Regions from separate parts of the Mus musculus genome. Here region 1 is linked to region 2. Evidence: chromatin contacts called from public HiChIP or PLAC-seq data. All regions are on one chromosome and are shown on one strand. Each heading gives the region's core, a stretch centred on a gene start, on an enhancer-like site or on the middle of the called end of the contact. The rest is flanking DNA. Distances are from core to core; before and after follow the strand shown. Region 1 overlaps Ccdc173 (coiled-coil domain containing 173). Region 2 holds the start of Bbs5 (Bardet-Biedl syndrome 5 (human)).

Region 1 (2,700 bases), core at 111-2,610, 110 kb after region 2:
GTGTGTGTGTGTGCGCGTGCGTGCGTGTGCGTGTGCGTGTGTGTACAGGCCCTCACACATATAAGTAACTGAATCCAGCACAAATACACACACACATTTTAAAAAATGCATCATAATCAAATAGGGTTAATCACAGGAATATACTGTTTCCATGTTTAAACTTGTTCAAGTGCTGGGAGGTAGTGGTTCAATGGATAAAATACTTGTCCTGCAAGCCTAATGACCAGAGTTTGGATCACCAAAACACAAAGAAAAGCAGGGCAGGTATGGAGGCTCCCTGTAATCTCCACACTCAGGAAGCTGAGATGGGATCCCTATCTCAGCTAAGCTAGTTGGAATCTGTAAACAGCAGGTTCAGATAGAGAACCTACCTCCAAAAATGGGAGAACAATTGAGAGAGATAGCCAACATCAACTTTGGGCCTAAGCACGCACGTGCACACACACACACACACACACACACACACACACACACACACACACACACACTCACAAAGAAAATAAACCAAGAGAGCCAGAGATACAGTTCAATGGTTTAAGAGCACTCTGCTCTTCCAGAGGACCCAGGTTAAATTCCCAGCACACACCTGTCTGCAACTCCAGTGTCAGGGGATCAGACACCCTCACACAGACATGTATTCAAGCAAAACACCAATGCACATAAAATAAAAATAAATAAGTGGAAAAAAAGAACAAATCAAAATAATTGTCAACAAGTTTAAATAAATACTTTGCAAAAGAAGTCAATAAATGCCCAACAAATATATGCAAAGTAGTTCTCTCAAGGCAGGTTAGGCCACTCCTCAGAACAGTTGGCATCCACTATGCCAATACCAAGGCTTGGGAAGAATGTGGAGTGACTTGTGCTCATTCATGCTGCTGATAGGAATGGGAGACAAGTGCATATTTGGAAAAGATTCTGCACAGAAGTGACCGGCCACCAGATTCTCCATCCATCATTTAAATCTCGGATATTCCTTTGTCTCACAATTGAATCCCACAAGACCCCAGTCAACATGGCTGTTGGGCTACTGTTCTAAAGTTGGGAAAATAATGTTTGCAAATCTAGCTAGAGGGAGACTGCATTAGGATGTGCCATAAAAAAGCAAAGGGGGAGAAAAGTGACACAAAAGATTCATGTTCAGAACCTATGAATAACCTGCATCAAAGGACGTGCACCAAAGCCCATGCCATGTGTCTACATCGTCCTTAGTATTTACTAAGCATAACAGGCTCTAAAGAAAGATAAAAAGTTGTGAACAAAACCCTAGAATGAGAACCGTGGGGAGCAGATGCAGTCCTGAGTGAATGCATACTGTTGCCATGAGCACCGACACAATGCCTCATGGAGTAGCAAATCCAGAAAAATGTCCATGGCAGTTTCTTCCTCCTGGATACTTACAGCCTCAGACTGCTTCCCTACAGACTCCCTACAGAGATGAACCAAGCCTGATTCCTTATTCGGCTGTATGTAATACTGCTCCTGTTTGAGCTGTATATAATAAACCTACTCCTCACTTCAGATGGGTGAAAGAGAGGAGCTGAGTTTCCAGGCGGTTGCTGGTGTGTCTTCATCAGAATACATGGCCCACTGGATCCCTGCTATTCTGTATGTATGTCTCAGGTTTCTTCTTTCCTGATGCCCCATAAGCTCAATCCTTAAGCCATCACAGCAGAGAATCACAGAACAGAGAGCCTTAAGCTAATTTCACACTTTTACTATGGTTTTATTGTGACGCCACAATGATCATTTATTTATTCCTGTCTGATGACGGAAACCACTTAAGAGAAAGGAATCCAAAAGGAAGTCTGTTGCCTATTTATCTGTAAAAATGATGGGGAAGTGAGAATACTTACTATTTGCTGAATGTGAGCATCCTGAATTTCCAGTTTCTCTCTGGTCACTTTGAGGCTTTTCTCCTTTTCAAGCTCCTGGAAGATCTTATCTGCCTTCAAGACAGCCTGCAATTGTTCCTTAGCCTCTATTTTCCTTTGTCTTTCTTCTTCCTCTTTATTTTTCATCTAGATGTTTAATGGCAAAGGAAAAAAACCTAAGTTTTAGCAACCAGTTTTCATTACAGAGGAATCAGAACGCTTCAAGCGCAGAGCCAGGAGCAGTGTGAAGACAGAGAACTATGCCTGTGGCTGGCTTAGATTGTTTTACTCTCTTGAATAGCAGAGGCATACTTAATGAAAGTGTAAGAAGAGTAATGTAGATCAATGTCTTTGATGAAAACCAACAACACACACAGTTGTGGGGGGTAATTCGTGCCTGTAATCTCAGCAGTGGAGATAAGGAAACCGAGGCAGGAAGATCATGAGTTCAACCCTCTGAGCCTGGGCCCACAGGAGACTGTGGGAGGGGGACAGGAAGCGGAGGAGCAGGTAGAAGAAAACACAGGAACAGAAGAGCCAGGTCTGAAGTACACAACTACTGGCATGGTAACAATTAACTGCTAGCATGTTTAGGAGCCATGTATGTTAATGTTCAGACAGACATGTAAGGAATAAAGAAGGAGATCCATTTACTAAGGTTAAGAAATACAGAAAAGGAATCGGGTAATTTATGGGGCTTTTCTTAAGACATTTAAAGGAACATACAAAGCAATCCTGTCTCTTAAGCTGGTTCTGAAGAAGAACTTGTTGTTTTGTATCCATAAATAGCTTGGCAGAGGGAAGGTATGGTGATTTGTGTATGCTT
Region 2 (2,963 bases), core at 447-2,946:
CTGTATACATTCTTTTCAAAATACCATTCGTACTTCAATAAAACTAGAAGAAATATATTTCAATCAATATTGACTCACATTATTAAACAGAGTAAAAAAAAATTGCTTTGAGATACGAGTCTTACTCGAAAGACTGCCCTGCCTAGCCTAGAACTTACTAGTAGGCCAGGCAAGCTTTGAACTCACAAAGATCTGTCTGCCTCTTTCTCCCAAGTGCTGTATTAAAGATGTGTGCCATTGGGGGCTGGTGAGATGGCTCAGTGGGTAAGAGCACCCGACTGCTCTTCCGAAGGTCCAGAGTTCAAATCCCAGCAACCACATGGTGGCTCACAACCATCCGTAACAAGATCTGACTCCCTCTTCTGGTGTGTCTGAAGACAGCTACAGTGTACTTACATATAATAATAAATAAATAAGTCTTTAAAAAAAAAAAAAAAAAAAAAAGATGTGTGCCATTACTTCCAGCAGCATACCAAATCCCATGTCACCTTTTTTTAAAGGTGAGCATGGTGGTTCACACTGCAATCCTAGTACTCAGGAGGCTGAGCAGGAAGATGAACGTTAACAGGATTTGAATAATATAATAAATCCTAAAACCAAAACACCATAGTGCATTAAACAAGTAGCTGGGTAGAGAGGCTCTAATCCCAGCATTCTGGAGCTGAGGTGGGAGGGTTGATGGGAGTTCAAAGCCGCTACATCGTAAGTTTCAGGCCAGTTTGGCCCACAAGTGAAACCCTGTCTTGGAGAATACAAACAGCAAATGAAGTGTTCTGTGTGCTTACATACTCAGTTATACATAATGTGAACCCGTGACCCAGCTAGAGTTTAAAAGGCAAGTGTTTTCACGTCACTCTGCTTATGGAACCATGAGAGGCTCCTGAGTATGCCCAGGAGACCCCAGATCACTCTTTGTGAAGCAGTAATTTATTTAACGTGTTACTTGTTTATTGATAATTTTCATATAGTAAAAGAAAGCCATTTGATTCGTTTAAAAATATATAAAGTATGTTTATAATCCCAGTATTAGGGAAACTGAAGCTGTTACATTTCGAGGCCAGTCTGGGCCACAAAGGGAGACCATGTCAAAAAAAAAAAAAAGAAAGAAAAAGAAAGAAAGAAAGGAAGGAAGGAAGGAAGGAAGGAAGGAAGGAAGGAAGAAAGGAAGAAAGGAAGAAAGGAAAGGGGGAGGGGGAAGGGGAGAAGGGGGAGAGGGAGGAGAGACAGAGACATAGTTTATCTTGTACTCTGTGCTGCACATTGATCAATGCGGTGAACTTTAAGAATCAGGTGTCTACGTTTTGTTTGCTCACAATAGAGGGACCCCAGAGCTGATTTGTGAAATAGGACGCAAGGGCTGGCACTATACGAATCTAGGGAAGCAATGGTTCTGACCAGATGTAGTAGGACCTCTAACAGGTTCTGAGCCTCGGGCTGGAATGTAGCCAGAGATCCAGGCCACCAGGGTATGGGAGGTGGGCAGGGTCAGAGCCCCATCAAACCAGTAATGTAATTTGATGAAGTTAAGATTTCTAAATGGTGTAGGAAAACAGCAGGAAAGCTGAAATGGCTAAAGTTCTGCGCAGAGAACAGAGAGGTGACTCAGAAGTGAAGCAGCTTCCCAGCCACCCGCCTCAACAAGACCAAATGACGCAAACGGGCTGGGAAAAGAGCGCACACTACCTGGTGGAAGCTTGGGCCCCGGCGCCCGCCGTAGATGTCGTGACAAAGCCGGCGCGTTGCCTTGGCGCCCATAAGACGCCGCCGAGCAGCCACTGTGGATTTCATCGGCGAGCTCCCTCGGTCACCATGTCTGTGCTGGACGTGTTGTGGGAGGACCGCGACGTGCGCTTCGACGTGTCCTCGCAGTGAGTCTCAGGATGCGCTGAGACCCCGTGACTATGGTCCCCTGCGGTCTTCGGCCCTGCCCTGGCCAGCGGCCTATCTCAGTGTGCGCCCATCAAGGCTGTGACCCTCCGCGTCCTGCGGTGGAGGGGACATAGGGCAGGGATTCCGGAAAGCAGGGTTCTAGAACAAAATCCGGAATAGCATTGCACACTACGGGCCTCTGCACGGTTGGCGTGTCTGTAAAATGAGGGCGGTGGGAGTGAGAATTCTCCAAAACTCCCGACCACGCAAAGCTTGTGTCGGAGCTAAGATTTCATTTAGTCCTTATCTAAATCTTTGAGAGCTTGTTATAAAGAAGCCCTGTTTGTGGGGGAATATGCTTAAAAGAGGAGATGGTTAAAAACCCTTCCTGCCCAGAAATCAGGGAGGGGGTCGCTGAGATCGTGATGGAAAACATAGAAGCTGAAGTTCTTGGATCAATAACTACACGGCGCCTCAGCTGCTTCCTAATGGTGCTTTATCATGAGCACTGTCTCCTAAAATAGAAAAAATGAGATATTGGTACATTTCTCAGTCTTTGTAGTAACTGGATGCCTAACATAGTATTCGTTCCTTTTGGAAGTTGAGGGAGGAGGTATTTGTGAAATTACAAAGTACAGTAACTCATTACACACCTTCTATGGCTTTCCCTGTAGTTCAGGGAGTGCCGTGGGTCTTAATCCAGACGAACCCTGTTTTCATGAACATTTTCAGTTTACAGACATCTGTCTCAAAAATCAAGACAGGAAAATAAGAGGGGTTGATTATCACACACCCTTCCTCATTCTAGTGCAGGAGAGTAGTCGTCACACAGCTAACTCAAAGGATCAAACGAGCCTGTGGAGATAGAGTGCTTTCTGTGCGCATCATTCACAGTGGAGGTCAGAAGTTAATTTGCAAAGCCGGGCGTGGTGGTGCACGCCTTTAATCCCAGCACTCGGGAGGCAGAGGCAGGTGGATTTCTGAGTTCGAGGCCAGCCTGGTCTACAGAGTGAGTTCCAGGATCAGCCAGGACTGTACAGAGAAACCCTGTCTCGAAAAACCAAAAAAAAAAAAAAAAAGAAGAAGAAGAAGAA

Evidence for each region. HiChIP or PLAC-seq counts read pairs in DNA pulled down with a chosen protein or histone mark.
Region 1: a contact with region 2 is called in an H3K4me3 HiChIP or PLAC-seq map of stem cell-derived neural progenitor cells, with 36 read pairs. The contact joins the enhancer-like site here to the promoter of Bbs5 in region 2. A contact is called at or near these places in 5 of 39 promoter capture datasets (the C10 cell line, embryonic stem cells, liver and 2 more), 4 of 15 datasets of contacts at CTCF or cohesin (the G1E-ER4 cell line, embryonic stem cells and pro-B cells), 83 of 484 Hi-C or Micro-C datasets (the AML12 cell line, B cells, the BV-2 cell line and 40 more), 15 of 115 datasets of contacts at active chromatin or transcription factors (the NIH/3T3 cell line, astrocytes, bone marrow-derived dendritic cells and 5 more) and 5 of 9 other capture datasets (adipose tissue, embryonic stem cells, liver and 2 more).

Annotation. Positions count from the first base shown.
Region 1 is chr2:69,759,866-69,762,565 of GRCm38.p6, forward strand. Ccdc173 (coiled-coil domain containing 173) reads right to left here. Exons shown (of 9, transcript NM_001077684.1): 8 at 1,857-2,021. Among named protein-coding and RNA genes, the nearest start is that of Ccdc173, 28 kb to the right of the region's middle. Within about 2 kb of position 1,361, at least 12 of the 459 cell types and tissues checked have an H3K27ac peak or open chromatin away from gene starts, as enhancers often do. A contact at or near this core is called in neural progenitor cells, neural stem cells, regulatory T cells and 2 more, where this site is marked.
Region 2 is chr2:69,645,475-69,648,437 of GRCm38.p6, forward strand. Bbs5 (Bardet-Biedl syndrome 5 (human)) reads left to right here and starts at 1,697. Exons shown (of 12, transcript NM_028284.3): 1 at 1,697-1,868. The coding sequence starts at 1,810.